Linked DNA regions of Mus musculus: region 2 is linked to region 1. Evidence: chromatin contacts called from public HiChIP or PLAC-seq data. All regions are on one chromosome and are shown on one strand. Each heading gives the region's core, a stretch centred on a gene start, on an enhancer-like site or on the middle of the called end of the contact. The rest is flanking DNA. Distances are from core to core; before and after follow the strand shown. Region 1 overlaps Cep170b (centrosomal protein 170B). Region 2 overlaps Pacs2 (phosphofurin acidic cluster sorting protein 2).

Region 1 (4,521 bases), core at 710-3,209:
GTGCATCCATCCCACGGCCCACCTGCCTGGCTGCAGGAGGTTCTCTGTGAAAACCCTGTATGTGCCATAGCCCCATGGATGGGTGCCTCCCATTTCCAGACCCTCCTCAGCCAGCACCTGAACCACTTCATCCAGCCCATGGCGCCCCCACCTCCACAGGCCTCCCAGCCTAGCCCCTGGGGTGTCCACTGCCAAGGGCCAGCTGGTGAGGCCCCATATTCACCTCCTGTCAATCACCATTGTTTTTGTTGGTAGCTTTAAAGGAAAGAGTACATTGCTCCCTTGCAGGAACTTGCAGGCCCCGCTTAGGTCCAGGCCCAGCCTGGGAGGCCCCGTCTCATCCCTATGTGCTGGCTTGAGGCCAGACAGAGAAAGGAGCTGGACCCTGGGGCCAGTCAGTGCCAAACACAGGAGCTGGATGGGTTTGGCATGTCCCCAAACTGCCCAGGAAGGAGGCCACTTGCCTTGTGGCTCCTACTGAGTCCACGGCCGGAGCTGCTGCAGAGTCCATCAACCTGGGCAGACGAGTGGTTCTAAGTCCTTGGTGCCAACACAACTGCCAAACCCACTGAGTTTGGGTACTGTCCCAGCAAGCTCTCCTGAGTGGATTCATCCCAGCTAGGGACACTGGGCTTCCTTACAGTGGGGCTGGGTGTAGCTAGGTGGGCCAGCAATCCCGTTGGTTGTGGCGAGTGCTTTACCAGAGTGGCAGAAAGAGATTTGGAAGCTCCTGGCTTTGTGATCTAAACCATGTACCTGCCCCTGCCGTCCCAGATGGTGCGGGCAGGAAGTGGTAACTGCAGCAGGCTCCTGCGGCCCGATCCGTTGCGGAGGCCTGGCAGGGACAGGCTCACTACTGGTTATGCTTTCTCAGGATTTGTGCGGCTGGGGCCTGCCAGGTGAGCAGGGTAGCTGCCCTGCTGCTGCCCCTTGCTGATGCTTCTGGAGGCACTAAGCCAAAGAGCCCGGTGGCTGGAGTGGGATGGGGACAGTCCCTTATTGACCAGGCTGGCATGGGTGTGCTCTGGGACCTGCCTGATGTGTGTGTGGGCGTTGCTCCTGAACAGGACCTGTCTGCTGGGAGAGGTAGCTGCAGCGGGGGGCCCAGAGCCCAGGGGTAGCATGGGTCTCCCTGTTTACACTTAGCTGATAGAGTCATGCACGGGTCCTGTGTGCCTCTGCCCAGCCCACCTGATGTTTACGTGTGTATGTGTGTGTGTGTGTGTGTGTGTGTGTGTGTGTGTGTGTGTGTGTGTGTGTAGAGCTTGCTGTTTGTCTGGAGGAGGTGCCAGCTCAGCCTGTTGGCTGCTCCGCCTGCATGTCCCACACATTGCCCACAGCCTGCTCCCTGTAAGTAAACGGCTGTCCTGCAGAGTCCATGCCTCCCACCCTTGGTCATCACTGTGTAATTTTTTTTTTTTAATGCACAAATTGGTGTTCCTCTCCATACTTAGTTCCTCTGTCACTTTAGCCTTCAACCCGGCATTGGTACTGTACATGCCTGGCTTCTGAAGGTATCTCTGTACATTGTTCTCAGGCGGTCTTGTGGATGTCTTTCAGGAAATGGTTATTTTATATGATTTGTCATGAAATTTGTTCTAATAAATCATTCCTCCACGTGGCAGCACACCAGTGACTGCCGCCTCGGCCCTCTTCTCTGGGGATGGTGTTGGGTGACCATCTCCTTGACACAAGGAGTCTCTGAGGGGCTCAAGACACTAAAGGCAGTGGGTGTGGTGGCATATGCCTTTGTCCAAAGAACTTGGGAGGCAGGGATCTCTATATCTGCTCCCAGCCAGGGCTACTTAACAAGATGGTCTTTTAAAAAAAAAAAAAATGAATTCAGATGTTGCCACCAGGTGGCACTCAAAGCAAGGAAGCAGCAAGCAGATGTCTGCTTTTGTTTAAGCTAATGTGTATTAGTGGTTTGCCTGCATTTTCGTATGCACTCCTAGTGTCAGTGGAGAGTAGAAGAGGCCATTGTGTCATCTGAAACTGGAATTACAGATGTTTGTTATCCGCTGTGCGGGCTCTGGAAGCCAAGTCAGGTCCTCTGCAAGAACAGCCAATTCTCCTAACCATTGAGCCGCCTCTCCAGCCCCAATTCCTCACTTCATTACAGATCAGAAAGCAGAGAGTAGACTAGAACTGGGCTCAGCTCTCCCCTCCAAAGGCCCTGCTACCAGGCCCCGCCTCCTGAGCTTCCGCAGTTCTGAGCCTGTGAGGGGACAGTCCAGATCCAACCATAACAAGGAGCCATGGGGTGACAGGGTAAGTCATGTTCTCACCTTCAACTGGGAGAAAATGCACAAAACAAGAGCTTTCAGGTGGGAGGCAACAGACAAAGCAGGGCTGTGGTCCCCCTGAGGGGACACGGAGCTGACAGCTGCCCTCTACTGCATGAGAGGGCAGTTGCTCCAGACATCACAGTAAAAGCAGGGCTGTGGTCCCCCTGAGGGGACACGGAGCTGACAGCTGCCCTCTACTGCATGAGAGGGCAGCTGCTCCAGACATCACAGTACTGCTACTGAGCAGGGACACATCACCACAGCAGGAAGGACAAAGCAGCAAGGCTTTGCAGAACCAAACCGCCAAGAAGAGCGTGGGAGAGAGCAAGCCCTGGGCTGCACAGACTGGCCATGACCTGCCCTTGTGGGAGAAACTGCAGGAGGCTAAGGAAGCCACCACAGAGCAGGATGAAGGCTGCATGTACCTCGAGACTGCCCCAGGCCTGGGACTGTTTATGTCATCGCCATGTAGCTCATGACACACAGGACATGGGCCTTGGTGCAGGGATAACCTCTCGTGTACTGTGTGGAAGCATCGCTTGTCAGTAACAAGCTGATGGCCTATTAGCAGAAGTGGGGAGGGAACAGTGGAAAGCGTGAGTATGGACTGGGAGGATCTGCTGTGAGGTTGTGATGGGCCATAGGACACACAGACAGACGAAGAGCCAAGGCGAGGTTCAGATGCAAATCAAGGACTGTGTGTCTTGGCATTGGCCGCCATAGAGTGTGAGGATAGATAAATGTCTGCCTAGCTTAGTGCTTGCAGCTTGTTAATAAAGATGCCAGGTCTCTGTCTAGAACAGGTGTAGAAATGCCCTGTTGTCACTTGGGAGCAAAGGGACATAGAAAACCCTCTGAAGAATTATTTTGTGTTTGATGCCCAATGTGGGACTAGAAATCTAAGCTTAGAACCTAAGAACTGGGTAGAAGATGATTCTCTAGCCAGGAACTGGGAAACCACAGGGCAGTACAAAGGTGGATATATTTAAAACACACACACACACACACACACGGGCTGGAGAGATGGCTCAGCGGTTAAGATGTGTTGCCTTCTTCTGGGGTATCTGAAGACAGCTACAGCGAGGGGCCAGGGCGAGCAGGGCAGGAGCAAGAGCTGGAGAGTTGTCTCAGTGATTAAGAGCACTGACTGCTCTTCCAGAGGTCTAAGTTCAAATCCCAGCAACTACATGGTGGCTCACAACCACCTGTAGTGAGATCAGATGCCCTCTTCTGGTGTGTCAGAAAACAGCTACAGTGTACTTAAATTATATAATAAATAAATCTTTAAACACACACGCGCACATCTGCAGAATAGAAAAGGAGCTCTTATACCTGATCCTGGGGCCACAGTAGCTGTGACTCCCCAAGTGTAGCGTGATTCAGGAGAAGGGTTGGAAGAGAGAGTGTTACAGGCCAGACCCAACCTTGATGTGGGGGAGGCTGAGCTTCCGCCTGTAGCTGGGACATACAGAGCCTGTAACGAGGACAGAGTAGCTGAATTCAGCCCCGAGGTGGCAGGCCACAGGGGAAGGGTCAGCATTTGGTGTGACACCATTCCTAGCTGGTGCCTCTGATGCCAGATACACACACGGACGGCAGAAACACCTCTTCTCTGTGAGCTGAATGGGAAGGGGTCGGGCTTGGCACAGAACCAGCTCTGGCCAACGCAAACAGACACAAGAAGAAACCGTAGTGCAGATAAATGAACTCCTGATCAGGTAAAAAATGTTTGAAATTATGTTTAAATGCTAAAAAGGGAAAAAGACTGGGTATGGCACCATAGATAGATGTAAATAGTTTAAGACTAGTAATATAAAATCCTTGAAGAGAATTAAGTACATTAAAAAGAGTAAGCCACACAAGGATGAGAAATAATTTAGAGAAAGTTAAATGCAGAAAAAGATACTAAGTTTGGAAGGCAATAATAGAGAAATAAATGCACATAGACGATTAAGTCTCTGGAGGAAAAAAAGATAAATAGATAAAAATGTTTTAAAAGGTGCATAGAGGCTAAAGAAAATAAGGAAACTGAACACAGCCAACCATAGAAACACTGAGTTTAGATATTTTTTTTAAATCTCCCAGAAAGGAGAGAGAGAAATAGTTTCCAAAGGAACAAGAGAGAAAGAACTAAAGGAAAGTCTCCAGAGGAAGGAGAGAGTTAGAGAGAGTAAAAAAGAAAATATTTTCCATGTTAAAAAATGGGAAACAGGGCTTGTGAGATGGCTCAGTG
Region 2 (4,258 bases), core at 1,034-3,533, 300 kb after region 1:
GTGTTGGTGGCCACCTGAGGCTGGAAGGTTGGCTGCAAGCCAGGATATGACACCGTCCTCAGCGTGAGCTACCCAAGGATTCGGGGCTACTCAGTGCCTCGTCAGCCACTGTGCGTTCAGGTCTCTCCATCCTGGCCTAAGCACTCAAGCCTGCCACATCCCGTCTCTTGGAACTTCCCTTGCCTTCCTGGCCTAAGGCTTTCCCTCTGATTCTATAGGCAGTTGCTGGAGTGACCATACCCAAAGTACATCTGCTACAGCACCTATGGTTTAAAGACTGCACGCTTCCTGTGCCCCGTCACTCCTAAGGTTCCCTCACTCAGTGTCTGTAGTTCCCAAAGGCCACTTTTCACACCTCCTAGGACCCTGCTCTACTCTTTACCCTCTTAAGCTTCCTTAACTTTGAAAATGAAAAAGGCTGTGAGGAGTAGAGAGGAGGAGGCGCCACAGAGTGACTTGGCTTTAGCTCCTCCTGTGTCACTCAGTGTCACCAGCTTCTGCTGGGCCAGAGGGTTTCCGAGTGCTGAACTGCTGAGCTATTGAAGCAGGAACTGCTGCTGTCCAGGATTGTGCCTAGCTGGCCAGTCCCAATCCAAGATGTTTCCAGAAGCCCAGCTGCAGCCCAGGGAGCCAAAGAGAGCATGAAGAAAAGGGCTGGCAGCAAAGCAGGGTTGAGAGCGGCACAAGCCTTTGCCAGGGCCTTGTCTGTGCGTCTGCCTGGGACCCTGCCTGGACCAGAAGGCTCTTTTGAGGTGAAGCAGCTGGTACAGCGTATGCTTCTGTCCAGGCAGGACCAGGCCCTGAGTTACCTGTGGCTCCATGTCAGGATGTTCCAGAGAGCAGTAGTCTGCTGAGGTCAGAGCAGGCGTTCAGGCCTGTCTTTAGCACGTCCTTTTTGTTCCCTACCCTCCCAGTAGAGGAAGCCGGAGAGCATGTTTTTCTAGGTAAAGAGACTCCACCTTATCCTGGTTCACACGTGCATGCACACATGCACACGCACACATACCATGCCTACACTGCACTCCCCCATCTTACCCAAGCCTGGGTGTCCCTCAACTCCTGTGGTCACATACCGGTGCTGCAGAGGTCAGCTTCCTAATGGATACTTGTTTTTGAGCTTCTGTTCGCACTTAGATCTGAGGCTACCTTAGGGAGGTGACAAGCACTTAGTGCATCTAGAGTGTTAGGGGAGAGAGGTTTTTCTTCCATGTGTCTCCTGTGCACACTTTGCGCATGAAGGCCCCAGTATCTGGCACAGGGTGGCTGGCCTGCCTTCCTGATTCAGTTTCTGAAATGTTGGTTAGAAAAAAATGTGAGCATCCTTTCTTTAATTTTCTTTACTGACTAGAGTTGTCATCCTAAATCAGTCCCCAATTTAAAAAAATGATTATATGTGTTTATTTGTGTGCATGTGTGCGCACATATGTGTTGAGGTCAGAGGACAGTTTATGGCAGTAGATTTTTTTTCCACCATGTGCCTTCTAGAGATTGAAATGAGGTCATTGCAATACCTTTACCTGCTGAGACATCTTGTTGGCTCCAGTACCAATCTTTTTTTAATCTATAAAATTTTAACATTTGAGTCTGATCAAGAGGCCCCAAAGCAACTTGTATGCCCTATCAGGAACAGGCCTAGCATCTGTGTCTGCTTTTGAGGTAATGTCAGGGCCAGGATAATCGCTAGGTCAGTACTGCTTTCTGCTGCCCTTGCTAGCTTGTTAAGCTGTTTCTCCTTGACGTCTGCCCTCATGAGTCTTTACATACGTTTCCCCAAGGCTGAGTGGCCCCCACTGTCACACACTGAGGCTGCTACTGACATCTGGACAGTAGACAGTGGTGAGTGGGGGTAGGAACAATTTGAGTGATGTCCACGGGGCAGCAGGGGTGCCAGAACTGACTGGTCTATAGATCACTCCTCCGTCTATCTGCAGTCAGAAATTCCAATCCCAGCGCTGACCTCCCTGCTCAGCCAATCTGCTTTGCCCAGGGGTTTCTCTGGTTTCCTGCCAGCCTTCTACTAGGTGCGCCCTGCTCCTGAATATTGGAGCTCTCTGGGGTGGAAGCCCTCCTGATACCTAGAACCATGTTCCATAGGTGATGCAGCACCCCTCTGAGGGCGGCCAAGTTCTGAGCCTCTGCAGCAGCATCAAAGAGGCCTCTGTCAAGGTGGCCGAGATCTGGATCGTCTCCCTGTCCAGCCAGCCCATCGACCATGAGGATAGTGCCATGCAGGCTGGCCCCAAGACCAAGTCCACAGGTGAGTCACTGCCTTCCTTCCTCTGCTACCCCGCTCTGCTCTTGCCACTTCCTGCCACATGTGTGGGAGGCCGTCCCAGTGTGGTCGGAGAAGGTAGAGTCTTTTGGCTTTTCTCTAGCTAGAAGCTTTGAGGGAGTCGTGTGCACTGTTGAAGTTCATTTATAAGTTCTCTGAACCCTCGATATGTAGGTGCCATGGATCTATCCTGTGGCCTTCGATGTTGTGAACACCCAGTTTCTGGTGTGGAGAAGGTGCTTGGCCCCTGTCATTGCTGCTGCCATCACAGTGGGGGTCGCTCTGTTTCCCCTGCTCTCTTACTCCACCAACATGCCAGCAGGCACATGTCAGCAGACGTGTTCCTTACTCCACCAACATGTCAGCAGGCGTGTTCCTTGAGACACCAATGCTGTGCCTCCATGTTCCCTGGTCTACACGGGTCTGTCTCCCCTCTGCTCCCAGGGGACACCCATGGTTCTGTTGCCACCTCATCGCCATGGCGTTGGGTAGAATCTAGAGGTACTCTCCCTTCTGTGTGCTCATTCCACAGATAACTACTCTGAGGAGGAGTATGAGAGCTTTTCCTCTGAACAAGAAGCCAGTGACGATGCTGTACAAGGGCAGGTAAAGTTTGAGCCTGAGATGGGGAGGTACCTGGCACCTCCCTCTTCCACCTCTGTAGATCAGGGCTGGGGACTGAGGGCCTTCCCTGAGTGAGCCCACACAGGATGAGAAGGGGACTATATGTGCCACACCTGTTTGTTTCTTCCCTGGGCCTACAACATGTTAGTAGGCAACTCTGCAGGGTTTGGGACTAATAGTAGCTGACTGCCCAGTGATGGCCTCCCTTGCACTGTGGGGCGGGCTGCTGTGTGGGCGCGGTGGCCTCAGGCTCTCTGCCTCTGTCTGTACAGGATCTTGACGAGGACGACTTTGATGTGGGAAAACCCAAGAAGCAGCGGCGCTCGATAGTAAGAACGACGTCCATGACCAGGGTCGGTGGAAACTCGTTTTACTAACACTGGGAAAGGGTGAGGAGGGTGGGCAGAGGCTGGGAGGCTCACTGGAAGGCTGTGGGAAAGAGGACAGACAGCCTTTCCTGAGGACCTCATATATGGCCTGAAAGAGCCTCAGAATTCCCACTTGCCCAGAGTCCAGAATCCTGTCTAACTAGCACCTAGTTGTTATTATTCAAAATGGACATAAGCCAGACAAGGATGTCTTCTGGCTGCCACTCTCTCCTGCCCCCACTCCAGCTTTATATGGTCATGGAGCCCTGGGATCTGGAATAAGGCTGGGATAGCTGCCTCAAGCCCACAAGCCTACAGATAGAGGCCACTGGGTGTTGTTGTCCTGTCAGTGTGGGACTCAGACTCACCCTGTGTGGAGCCTGCTCTGCAGCACAGAGACTCAGCTGTTAGGCCTTTCCCATGGGAGGAAATGCGGGGTAGACTTTAGCCCATTCTCATCCTGCCCGGTGACCACCAATGGACCTGCAGCCCTTAGAGCCCGGCACTGGGCTTCAGGACTGACTGGCATGGGTAGCCCCTTGTCGATACTGACCAGGGACAGCACTGTCAGCCTTTGGCAGGTATGAGGAGGTTGTGGACAGACAGTGGCCACAGTACAGAAGCTGAATATAAACTGGGTCTCCCCTGACCACAGGCAGCACATCTGGAGTTCATGGGCCAGCCTGAGGGGTTGTGCAGGAAGAGTCCTCCCTGTTAGGGTCAGTTCTGTAAGGGTAGCCATACTGAGAGGACAGTGGCTGGAGCAGAGGCACTGCAGCCAACAGTGCGAGCAGCTTGACTAAGCTCAGAGCTTACAGGATCCCTGGTCTCATCCACCATGAGCTATCCTGAGTGCCTCCCACAGGGTGGCAGTTTCCTCCTGAGGATGAGGCCAGGACCTTCCCTGGGAGGTGGAGCTGTGGCAGGCGCTAGAGAGCCTGGATGGGGCTGCTGAAGCTTCTGCGGCTGCAGAGCCACCCTGTGCCCTTCCTCA

The links. HiChIP or PLAC-seq counts read pairs in DNA pulled down with a chosen protein or histone mark.
Region 2: an H3K27ac HiChIP or PLAC-seq map of T-cell acute lymphoblastic leukemia shows a contact between it and region 1, with 2.3 times the contacts expected there. The contact joins two enhancer-like sites. A contact is called at or near these places in 1 of 115 datasets of contacts at active chromatin or transcription factors (T-cell acute lymphoblastic leukemia) and 3 of 9 other capture datasets (adipose tissue, embryonic stem cells and liver).

What each region holds. Positions count from the first base shown.
Region 1 is chr12:112,744,957-112,749,477 of GRCm38.p6, forward strand. It overlaps Cep170b (centrosomal protein 170B), which reads left to right. Exons shown (of 19, transcript NM_001024602.3): 19 at 1-1,635. Among named protein-coding and RNA genes, the nearest start is that of Pld4, 13 kb to the right of the region's middle. Within about 2 kb of position 1,960, at least 100 of the 459 cell types and tissues checked have an H3K27ac peak or open chromatin away from gene starts, as enhancers often do. A contact at or near this core is called in T-cell acute lymphoblastic leukemia, where this site is marked.
Region 2 is chr12:113,047,713-113,051,970 of GRCm38.p6, forward strand. It overlaps Pacs2 (phosphofurin acidic cluster sorting protein 2), which reads left to right. Exons shown (of 24, transcript NM_001081170.1): 5 at 2,095-2,257; 6 at 2,805-2,878; 7 at 3,169-3,249. Among named protein-coding and RNA genes, the nearest start is that of Tex22, 25 kb to the right of the region's middle. Within about 2 kb of position 2,284, at least 54 of the 459 cell types and tissues checked have an H3K27ac peak or open chromatin away from gene starts, as enhancers often do. A contact at or near this core is called in T-cell acute lymphoblastic leukemia, where this site is marked.